Regions from separate parts of the Zea mays genome. Here regions 2 and 3 are each linked to region 1. Evidence: chromatin contacts called from public Hi-C data. All regions are on one chromosome and are shown on one strand. Each heading gives the region's core, a stretch centred on a gene start, on an enhancer-like site or on the middle of the called end of the contact. The rest is flanking DNA. Distances are from core to core; before and after follow the strand shown.

Region 1 (3,171 bases), core at 54-2,553:
AAACATATCATAGGCATAGAGGCACATTTCTAAGGTCCAACACACAAGTGCATAAGAGATTCATCTGGTGATTAGTATAGGTGCTTTGCAAGGTGCTTAGGCTAGTTAGACCGCCATTGCGCTTGCTCTAGTGTAATGCTAGTTAGTTGAGTGAAGTAATAAAAACCCACCACAGCCCTCGGCTCTTGCGCGAGCCGTTGTAATATTGTACCGACTAGGGCGAGAGTCTTGCAAGACCGTGACAATTGAGTTTGTATCACGGCCGCCATTGTGTACCGGGAACGAGGCCCATGGCATTTCGACCAGAAACTCGATAGTGAAGACAGCGGTGAGCGTCCGAGAAGAGGCCGGAAGCGAAGCACTACTTGCGTGTGGAGAAGGCACATGACTCTCTATGGAGTTACTCATTCGTGGTGCTTGGCCCTCGCGTGGGCTACCCTTTGCATATGGGCACCAACGAGGATTAGTTGGAAACTTTCATGGTTCCAGATACCTCGGTAAAAGAACCAGCGTCGTCCACGAGAGTTTGCTTTCTCTACTAGCTCTTTAATCATCCACATTTACTATCTTTACCTAAGTTACAATCTTTATTATTCTTAGTGTATATAGGATTGGAACTTAGGTTGCATTACTTCTTTTAAGGTAGAGATAACAACACATAGACAAAAACCTAGTTTACACAATCTAGTTTAGATATTTGCATAGGTTTTGTTTTAGGGATTATTTTGTGTCCTTGTTTAGAAAGAAGTTTTAAAAGTCTTAATTCACCGCCTCCTATTAGGCGTCACCGTTTCCTACAATGGTGCTCTTATTATGGATTTGGTGTGTGATGCAAATTAACGCGTGAACAACCATCTATATCTGTATACCTACATTAAGAAGTTAATTTTCTTAGTATTAAAAGACTTTATTATCGTTATGATGTCTATACATTAAGAGCACGATACAAGGAAACCAAAGAGCAAGATATGAGGAAGTCAAATGGTGTGTTGTAAATTATTGTGCTCCTGGCGTGAAACCATAGTGTAGTTTGCTATAGGATATGATTAGTAATGGAAGTTTTTGTGTCTACTATTCAAGTGAACAAGATTGGTCTGCTTTGTCATTCTCTAAACTGTGTGTTTTTACCTTCCACCTGAGCTGATAAATCCATAGCCTAGCGCTGCTTGTTCCTATCGATGCATATTGGTTCATCTGATTTGATGTCGTTATCCATGATGCCATGCTCTTTAGCATGAAACGTTCAAAGAATAATTATCGTGGTGTTCTTATTATCATAGTGGTGTCTATTGTAAAATATGGTAAATCTGTTGGCTGAGATTACATGTTATGTATCATGATTTTGTTGTCAAACTCACAGGAGATAGGACAAACCACATAAGGGCTACTTTACGAACCTCAAATCCCCTTCATGATTGGAGGGGGTTGAGATGAAAATGAACTAATTTTCTCTCTAATCCCCTCTAATCTCGAAGGGGATTTGAGTTTTTAAACTAGCCCTAACAGTTTGTTCACGAGAACAGACTCTGAAGGCAAAAAAAAAAAAAGTAGGCCCAGCCCAGTTGTGTAAGCAGCCTTCACCGTAACACAAACCCACGCGGCCACGCCACTCTAGCTACCGAGCGAGCCATGTCGCCTGCGCGGCCTCCTCCGCCTTCCGCTCGCCTCCGCGCCTTCCCCCGCGATGGAGTCCTCACCTCCTTCTATGCCGGTCGATTCCCCAGTATCCCTGGATGCCTTAATCGCCGATCCTGCGGCCGCGCCGGCCGCGTGTACTGCCTCTTCTCTGGCGGTGATAACCGCAAGAAACAGGTGCGCGCAACGCAGCATGCATCTCTTGATTGAGTAGCCCCGCGAATTCGGGGTTCGTTGGTCGTTTGGTTTATCTGGGAACAATTTTCGTGGACTCCCGTCTTCATATGTGGCCCAGGTTCTGGCCTCCGGGGGTTGAGTGTCACATCGGTGCTGCATCAGGATCAGGCAAACACCGTCGCGGATGACTGAGTTGGCGGTAGGAGAGGTATGCGGACAAGGTTTGGTTTTAGTGGATCCTGTTGGGCCGGATTTGGCCTTGTAATCTCAATTGTTAGACTTTGTTAATCTCTGGTATTGGGCCGTATTGTGGCCGTGTATTCGTGGGCGGGTCAGCCACACGTATAAGAGGCAAATATCTGCGCTGAAGAAGGGATGGAAGAACAGAAACCAAATATTCATACCTCTGTCTGCTTCTCTTGCCTGTGTTCTTTCCCTTTCTTCTCTCTTCTCTCCGGTGATCTCTGGCGATAATCCACCGGATATCACAAACTGGTATCAGAGGCATTTTCCGGCGACACTTCGATCGTCGTCGAGCGACATCTCAGGGAAGACATCACGGCGCCAAGTCGGCCATCTGTTCAGGCGCGTCACGTGGTTGCAGCCATGGAAGAGGTGGAGAAAAGGCTGACTGAGAAGTTCCAGCAAGCATGGGAGGCGTCGACTGCCACTCTCATGGAGCTGTCGAAGAAGATGGATGGGTTGGACACGCTGTCGACCAAGATGTCCGAGATGGAGAAGCGACAGATGGAGCATGAGAAGATCACACAGTACGTGCAGGCAAAAATGGATCTCTCCATGAAGTCTCTGGCACAGGTATCCCAAGATCAAGCGCGACTATCAAATGTGGTGGCGAATGCAAACCGAGGAGGGAGCGTCGCGCAGAGGGGAGGAACTGGTGACGGGTTGATGGGAGCTCATCCACAGGCAATACCACCCAGTTTCCAGACATCCCAGACCGCCCCTCATGTGTCTCATCCGACAGGAGGTTCAGGGAACCATTCGTCAGGTGAGGAGGCAAGATTTGGACAAGAAGAAGTTAACAGAAGAGGAATAGAGTCGGATCAACATCACCGAAGGACTTGGCTACCCAAGTGGGATTTCCCGGTATTTGAAGGGGAAGAAGCTAGGGTATGGATAGATAATTGTGAAGCCTACTTCCTGCTATACCAGATTCCAGAGGAGTTCAGAGTAAGCGCTGCCTCTCTCCATCTTAAGGGTCGTGCTGCTCACTGGTACCAATCATTTCGAGATTCTGTCGGGTTCGTAGATTGGATTCAGTTCAAGTTGGAGATTCGGAATGAATTTGATCTTACTACACATTCAGACAGGATGTTGGAATTGTTAACACTAAGGCAG
Region 2 (2,925 bases), core at 115-2,614, 570 kb after region 1:
TTGGTATTTACTTACATTTAGTAACTGCTAATAAAATTTGACCAACTCATTAAAAGCAATGCTCAGCTTTAACCCTTATTGTTGATCAGCCTTACACATCACATGAACTCTCCCACCTTTGGTGAGTTCATATCACATTATTCCCCACAACTTGTTGAGCCTGAACATGTGTGAGCTCACCCTTGCTGTCTCACACTCCCCATAGGAGAAGAACAGGTGGTTCAAGAGGAGCCACACAACGAGGAGTTCGATTCGATCTAGGTGGCGTCTCCCAGTTGACTTATTGGCTCCAAGGATGGGTGTTAGTTCGTTTATATTTATCTCTTATTTTGTAAGACTTCCGCAATGTAATAAGTACTCTGATGTTATTGTGACATTTATCTCTATACACTCTGTTATTATATATGTTGTCTTCTTTAACGCATGTATGAGATGCACCCGACTTTGTCCCTTAAATCCAGGTGGGACACCTAGGGTCATGCATGGTTGACCTCGATGACCGTCGACACTCAAGCGAGCAGGCCCACCCGTCAGCGTCTGCATCGTGCATAAAACACTGTACAATTAGACCTGAGACGTTACCGACCAGTAATTACCCCGTTGTATAACATATTCGGAGAATGTAACAGATAATTAAGAACATAAACATACTTTAGTTCACAGTACCATGGTTACCCTATAAATACCCCCATCACATTCGCAGATGGAACACACTTGTAAAGATGTTTCTGAACTCTGTTCCATCCGTTCTGTCGTGCCGATTGTGACACCTGCTCTCTAGTGCTTAGGTCCACTTGTCGAGACCTAAGGCCCACGTGTGAGAACCAAACAAAAATATCATATTTTAAAAATTAAATCGATACATATATATACTCTCTCTGTTCATAAATATATGACACCATTGATTTTTTAAAAAACTTTGATCACTCGTCTCATTCAAAAAAATAATGAGTTATCATTTATTTTTTTGTGATTTATTTTATCACTTAAAGGTAGTTTTTGTTTGACTTAAAATTTTACATTTTTAAATAAATATTTGAATAAGATGAGTGATTAAAATTTTCGAAAAAAATCAATGGTGTCATGTATTTGTGAATGGAGCTAGTATATATAATACCCATATTGAAGAAACCTGCAGCGGCTCTCCTCTCCATAAAGGCAGGCAGTGAGGAGCGATTGAATGCTGTGTTAATCGCGCCTCACATGCAGATGAGCTCTCAACATCCCGAATACATACGGCGCAATTAGTGCTCCATGTTATCGCCGCTCAAGGGCACTGAAACCGTTATGAATCAGCTAACAATTCATCCAAACAAAGCAATCAACAACCTTATGTAAGTATCTGAGCTTCTAGATGCACGGCACATTAATTGTCTCGTCCTACTGCTAGCACCAGACCGCTGTCTTCTTGAGCACATTGAGGTCTTCGGATTTCTCCGGGGGTGGCCGCGCGCAGCACCGGCAATGTCGTCATGCAAGCGGTACTTGCCGTGCTTGATATTGTTGTTGCTGCACGGAGGACGAGGTGCGGTGGCCGGGAAGGTGTCGGCAATCGTCGTGTTCGGCGACTCTTCCGTGGACACGGGGAACAACAATTTCATCCCGACCATCGCGCGGAGCAACTTCTGGCCGTACGGCCGCGACTACGACGATGGCCTCCCCACGGGCCGGTTCTCCAATGGGCGCCTCGCCACCGACTTCATCTCCGAGGCCTTCGGCCTGCCGCCGTCCATCCCCGCCTACCTGGACAACAACTGCACCATCGACCAGCTCGCCACAGGAGTCTCCTTCGCCTCCGCTGCGACAGGCCTCGATAACGCGACGGCCGGCGTCTTGGTATGTACCAGTACCATTCATGTCCGTCTCTGTCTATATATCTCAAATTATTAATGCCTGCATGCATGTATCAAAATGGACGGCAGTCCGTGATCACGCTGGACGAGCAGCTCGCTTACTTCAAGGAGTACACGGACCGCCTCAAGATCGCCAAGGGCGAGGCGGCGGCGGAGGAGATCATCAGCGAAGCGCTCTACATCTGGAGCATCGGCACCAATGACTTCATCGAGAACTACTACAACTTGCCGGAGCGGCGGATGCAGTATACTGTGGGCGAGTACGAGGCCTACCTGCTGGGACTCGCCGAGGCCGCCATACGCCGCGTGCACACCCTCGGCGGCCGCAAAATGGACTTCACCGGGCTCACGCCCATGGGCTGCCTCCCCGCCGAGCGGATCGGCAACCGCGACAACCCCGGGGAGTGCAACGAGCAGTACAACGCTGTTGCCAGGACCTTCAACGCCAAGCTGCAGGAGCTCGTCCTCAAGCTTAACAAGGAACTGCTGGGACTGCAGCTCGTCTTCGCCGACACGTACCAGCTCCTCGCCAACGTCGTAAACAGGCCGGCCGACTACGGTGAGCACCCATCCATTCCATTCAAGATAGCCATGCAGGGGGTAGCTCGCTGCATTCATGAGCTGCCGTATGCAGTCTCCATTAATGGTACAGGGCTCTGCACAGCTCCGAGAGACAGGGCAGCAGCGCCTGTGCCGTCAGCGTAACTCATTGCACTACTGCTGTTATCTTTGGCAGACTCCCTATCGCACTCACAGCAACTCCAAAAATTCTATATAAAACTTCATAAATCAATAATTTTAATAGCTAACCTAAAAATTCTCAAACAACAGCTCTCTAAATAATGCACTTCGAGGAACTTCTCATCTAACCTCATACAAAACTACACTATTGGAGGACTCATAATATTTTACTCTCACATTATTTAGCGACTCCTTGAATTTGTGATTTAGAAAGCTAAAATTTACATAATTATTAGCCATGCTCTTACTCTCTATTTCAATCTACACTCTATAAACAATACAATATAAATTGCAAAACAATGTTTTGTACGTCTATATACACGCTGGTCTA
Region 3 (2,829 bases), core at 41-2,540, 830 kb before region 1:
GGGAAACATTGTTAATCATGTTTTTGAGGACCTTCGGAAGACGAAGCACCAACAGATAACTTGATTGGGTGGAGATCTCGACGTTGATGATCCAAGGCTCCGAGCGAATGGATCCTCGCAATCACTTCATTGGTTATCACCCGTGACACACGAGTGACCTTGCCACGAAGGCTTATCCCTGCAAGCGCAATCAAGAACACAAGCAAGAATAGGTAGAACACAACTAAAATTGTGTTGATTACGAGTTGGGGTCTCACAAACCGATGAACGACGAACTGTTCGATGACATATATGATCTAAGCAAAACCCAAATCCTAATGTGGCAGTGACTGCTATTAAAATAGGGGTTAGGGGCATGCACAACCCCTAAAGGTACCCCTAATGGGCTCCAACACGATACACGTGCCAACAGCCGAACAGACGGTGTCGCAGCACCAAAACAGAATCTGAACGCTAACTTGTTTCAATAATTCTCGTTGAATCCAGACGAATTTTAAGTTGGTTTCAATCGGGTTGGAAAGTTTATCTCATTAGCTTTCCATCCATATAAAGTCCAACCTAATAGGAGGTCAGATGGATCCTGAGCGTCCGTTTTAGTGAAGACTAGTCCTGGACTCCGAGGTGGAGACGAAGTTGAGTCGGAGTTGGCTTTCTCTCGTTGTGAACATCCTAGCTTATCCTCCTTGATATATTGGCCTTTCCCAAGTCCTTGATGGTACTCTCTAAGGTTCCTAATCATCAAATCATCCATAGCACAAAGCGTAAGCTCTAAAATACAATTAACTAGGTAAGAACGAACCTGCCGATTTAGCTGTCATGCACGTGCTCGTGTTGTTAGACCATGTATTATTTTGTATGAGAGTGATGTCCTCATCACATGCCAATATGACTAAAGAGTTAATCACAACGACTAAATGTTAGTCATGAATTGAATCCACTATTTGATCGAGTGAATGATTAAGCTATAACAAGGATGGCACACACTTTGTCTTGAGCTTGACTGATATCATGCGACAAAGGGATCAATACGAGAATGTATCAAAGTTCAACCGATATGATTTTTAATGTACATTCGAGAGTTAATATGTCCTGTTAGATATCGCTATTGACTTGTGGTTTGAAAAAGTTTCATTCACTGCCGTATGCACATGAACCTAACGAGTCACACACTTAATGGGTTGGAACATTGGAAAGCCTATATGATTGTCTCTAGTGCAAGTGCGAGATTATTAGTGATATACTCAAGAGGCAATCACACACAATTCAGATTAGAGCCCAATTGGGATTAGAGGTTTAATGAGTTACAACCCATTAACACGATCTATAATATATATGAGAAGGGGTTAGGGTTAGAGCTCTCCACCACAAATGCAAACCCTGGCCGTCGTCTTCCTCATACCAGCCGTGAGTCCCTCGCTGCGCACGCGGTGCTAGTACACATGTGCACGACGTTCGTCCCCGTACGTGTGGACTATGTGGAAGCGCAGCTGCGACTGTTGCGCTGACACACTGCGGAGGAGGAGACGATCGTGATCGGCTATTTCCTCTTCATCGACGCGTGCATATGTTGTATCGTGGCTCTAACTCGTTTTCTACTACGCTGTGTGTATAAGCTGTAATGATTCATGATCTTTTAATTGCAAGTTTGGTGCTTGACACCGCGTTCCTGTTCCTACCATCTACCAACACCTGCACCGCAGAACCAAACCTAGCTGCGCTTCCTCCAGATCTCGGCGCTCTGGCCCCATGGCCACCCTCGTTACTAGCTCCAGTCTCTCCGCTCACCGCCCTTGCGCCCTCTAGCTCCGGATCGCCCGCGCACACGAGGCCATGGAGCCCGCAGCCGAGGACGTTGCAGCCGCCGCGCCGGACTCGTGGGAATCGGCCGACATCGACGGGCCCATAAGCCGGCTTATCCTCTCCGCGCGCCGCGTGTCCTCCTCGCCGGACCTCGCTGACAACCCGGACCCGCCCCAGCCGCCGCCTGCGCTGCAGCCGCAGGGCCCGCCTTCGGTTCCCTCGGCTGCGCGCGAGGATTTGATGGCTCAGGTCGATCAGTTCCTACGAGAGGCTCTAGAGAAGCCGAGGGAGAGGCTTTCTGGTAAATTAACGCCTCCTCCGCACATAGTTTACCAATTTATTTGCTTGTTATGCGAGATTCTACTAACATGAGAAGGTTAGCTTAGGATACGTGCAGAGTGTTCCTTGCTTGTTTTGAGATATGCACAGGTGGCTAGTTGCTTTATTCATGTGGTAATGTTGTATTCTTTCGTGGTCGTACTTATATGCTGTGTGCTGTCTTTATGTACTTCACCCTTTATGGCTTGCTACTTGAGCCAGGTAGCTAGGTCTCTGGAAAATTTGGCTGATGTTCTCCATGCATCTTATGCCCTTTTTATATGTGCAAACATGCTGGTCCCATAGGATAAGAGATTTGTGCAAGCACCAGATAATTAAATTCTGTACCAAAAATTATGAAGTGCAAGTTTTTGTTCCAAGCACCTTATGCATCTGATGGTCGTGTGGTCGGAGTCCTTGTATTTGACTCTAGTCTATTCCTGTCTGCAGTGCTAAGAATGGAGCAAGAAATTTTGAAGTTCATTGGTGACCCTAGGTTTACAGAGTATGAATTCAATGGTCTTCCAACTTCATATTTGCGTCTCGCTGCACATCGCCTGGCGCAGCATTACTTCCTGCAGTCCATTGCCATACCAGACAACAGTTTGCCTGATGGAACTGGTTCGCATATCATCCTTCGTAAGACATCATCTGAGTGCCAACTGCCTGATGTCTGCCTTGCAGATATTCCAGTTAACCTACCACAAGAAG

What was found. Hi-C and Micro-C count contacts between places; a contact is called where the count stands out from the background.
Region 2: a contact with region 1 is called in a Hi-C map of ear, with 2.2 times the contacts expected there. The contact joins the promoter of LOC100283758 here to the promoter of LOC111589729 in region 1. A contact is called at or near these places in 2 of 25 Hi-C or Micro-C datasets (ear and tassel).
Region 3: a contact with region 1 is called in a Hi-C map of bundle sheath, with 4 times the contacts expected there. The contact joins the promoter of LOC103632455 here to the promoter of LOC111589729 in region 1. A contact is called at or near these places in 4 of 25 Hi-C or Micro-C datasets (bundle sheath, ear, endosperm and 1 more).

Annotation. Positions count from the first base shown.
Region 1 is chr7:72,737,003-72,740,173 of Zm-B73-REFERENCE-NAM-5.0, reverse strand. It overlaps LOC111589729 (transposon Tf2-1 polyprotein), which reads left to right and starts at 1,303. Exons shown (of 4, transcript XR_002748844.2): 1 at 1,303-1,812; 2 at 1,931-3,171.
Region 2 is chr7:72,162,408-72,165,332 of Zm-B73-REFERENCE-NAM-5.0, reverse strand. It overlaps LOC100283758, which reads left to right and starts at 1,364. Exons shown (of 4, transcript NM_001156657.1): 1 at 1,364-1,836; 2 at 1,923-2,412. The coding sequence starts at 1,465.
Region 3 is chr7:73,565,751-73,568,579 of Zm-B73-REFERENCE-NAM-5.0, reverse strand. It overlaps LOC103632455 (R3H domain-containing protein 1), which reads left to right and starts at 1,290. Exons shown (of 5, transcript XR_002263388.3): 1 at 1,290-2,101; 2 at 2,569-2,829.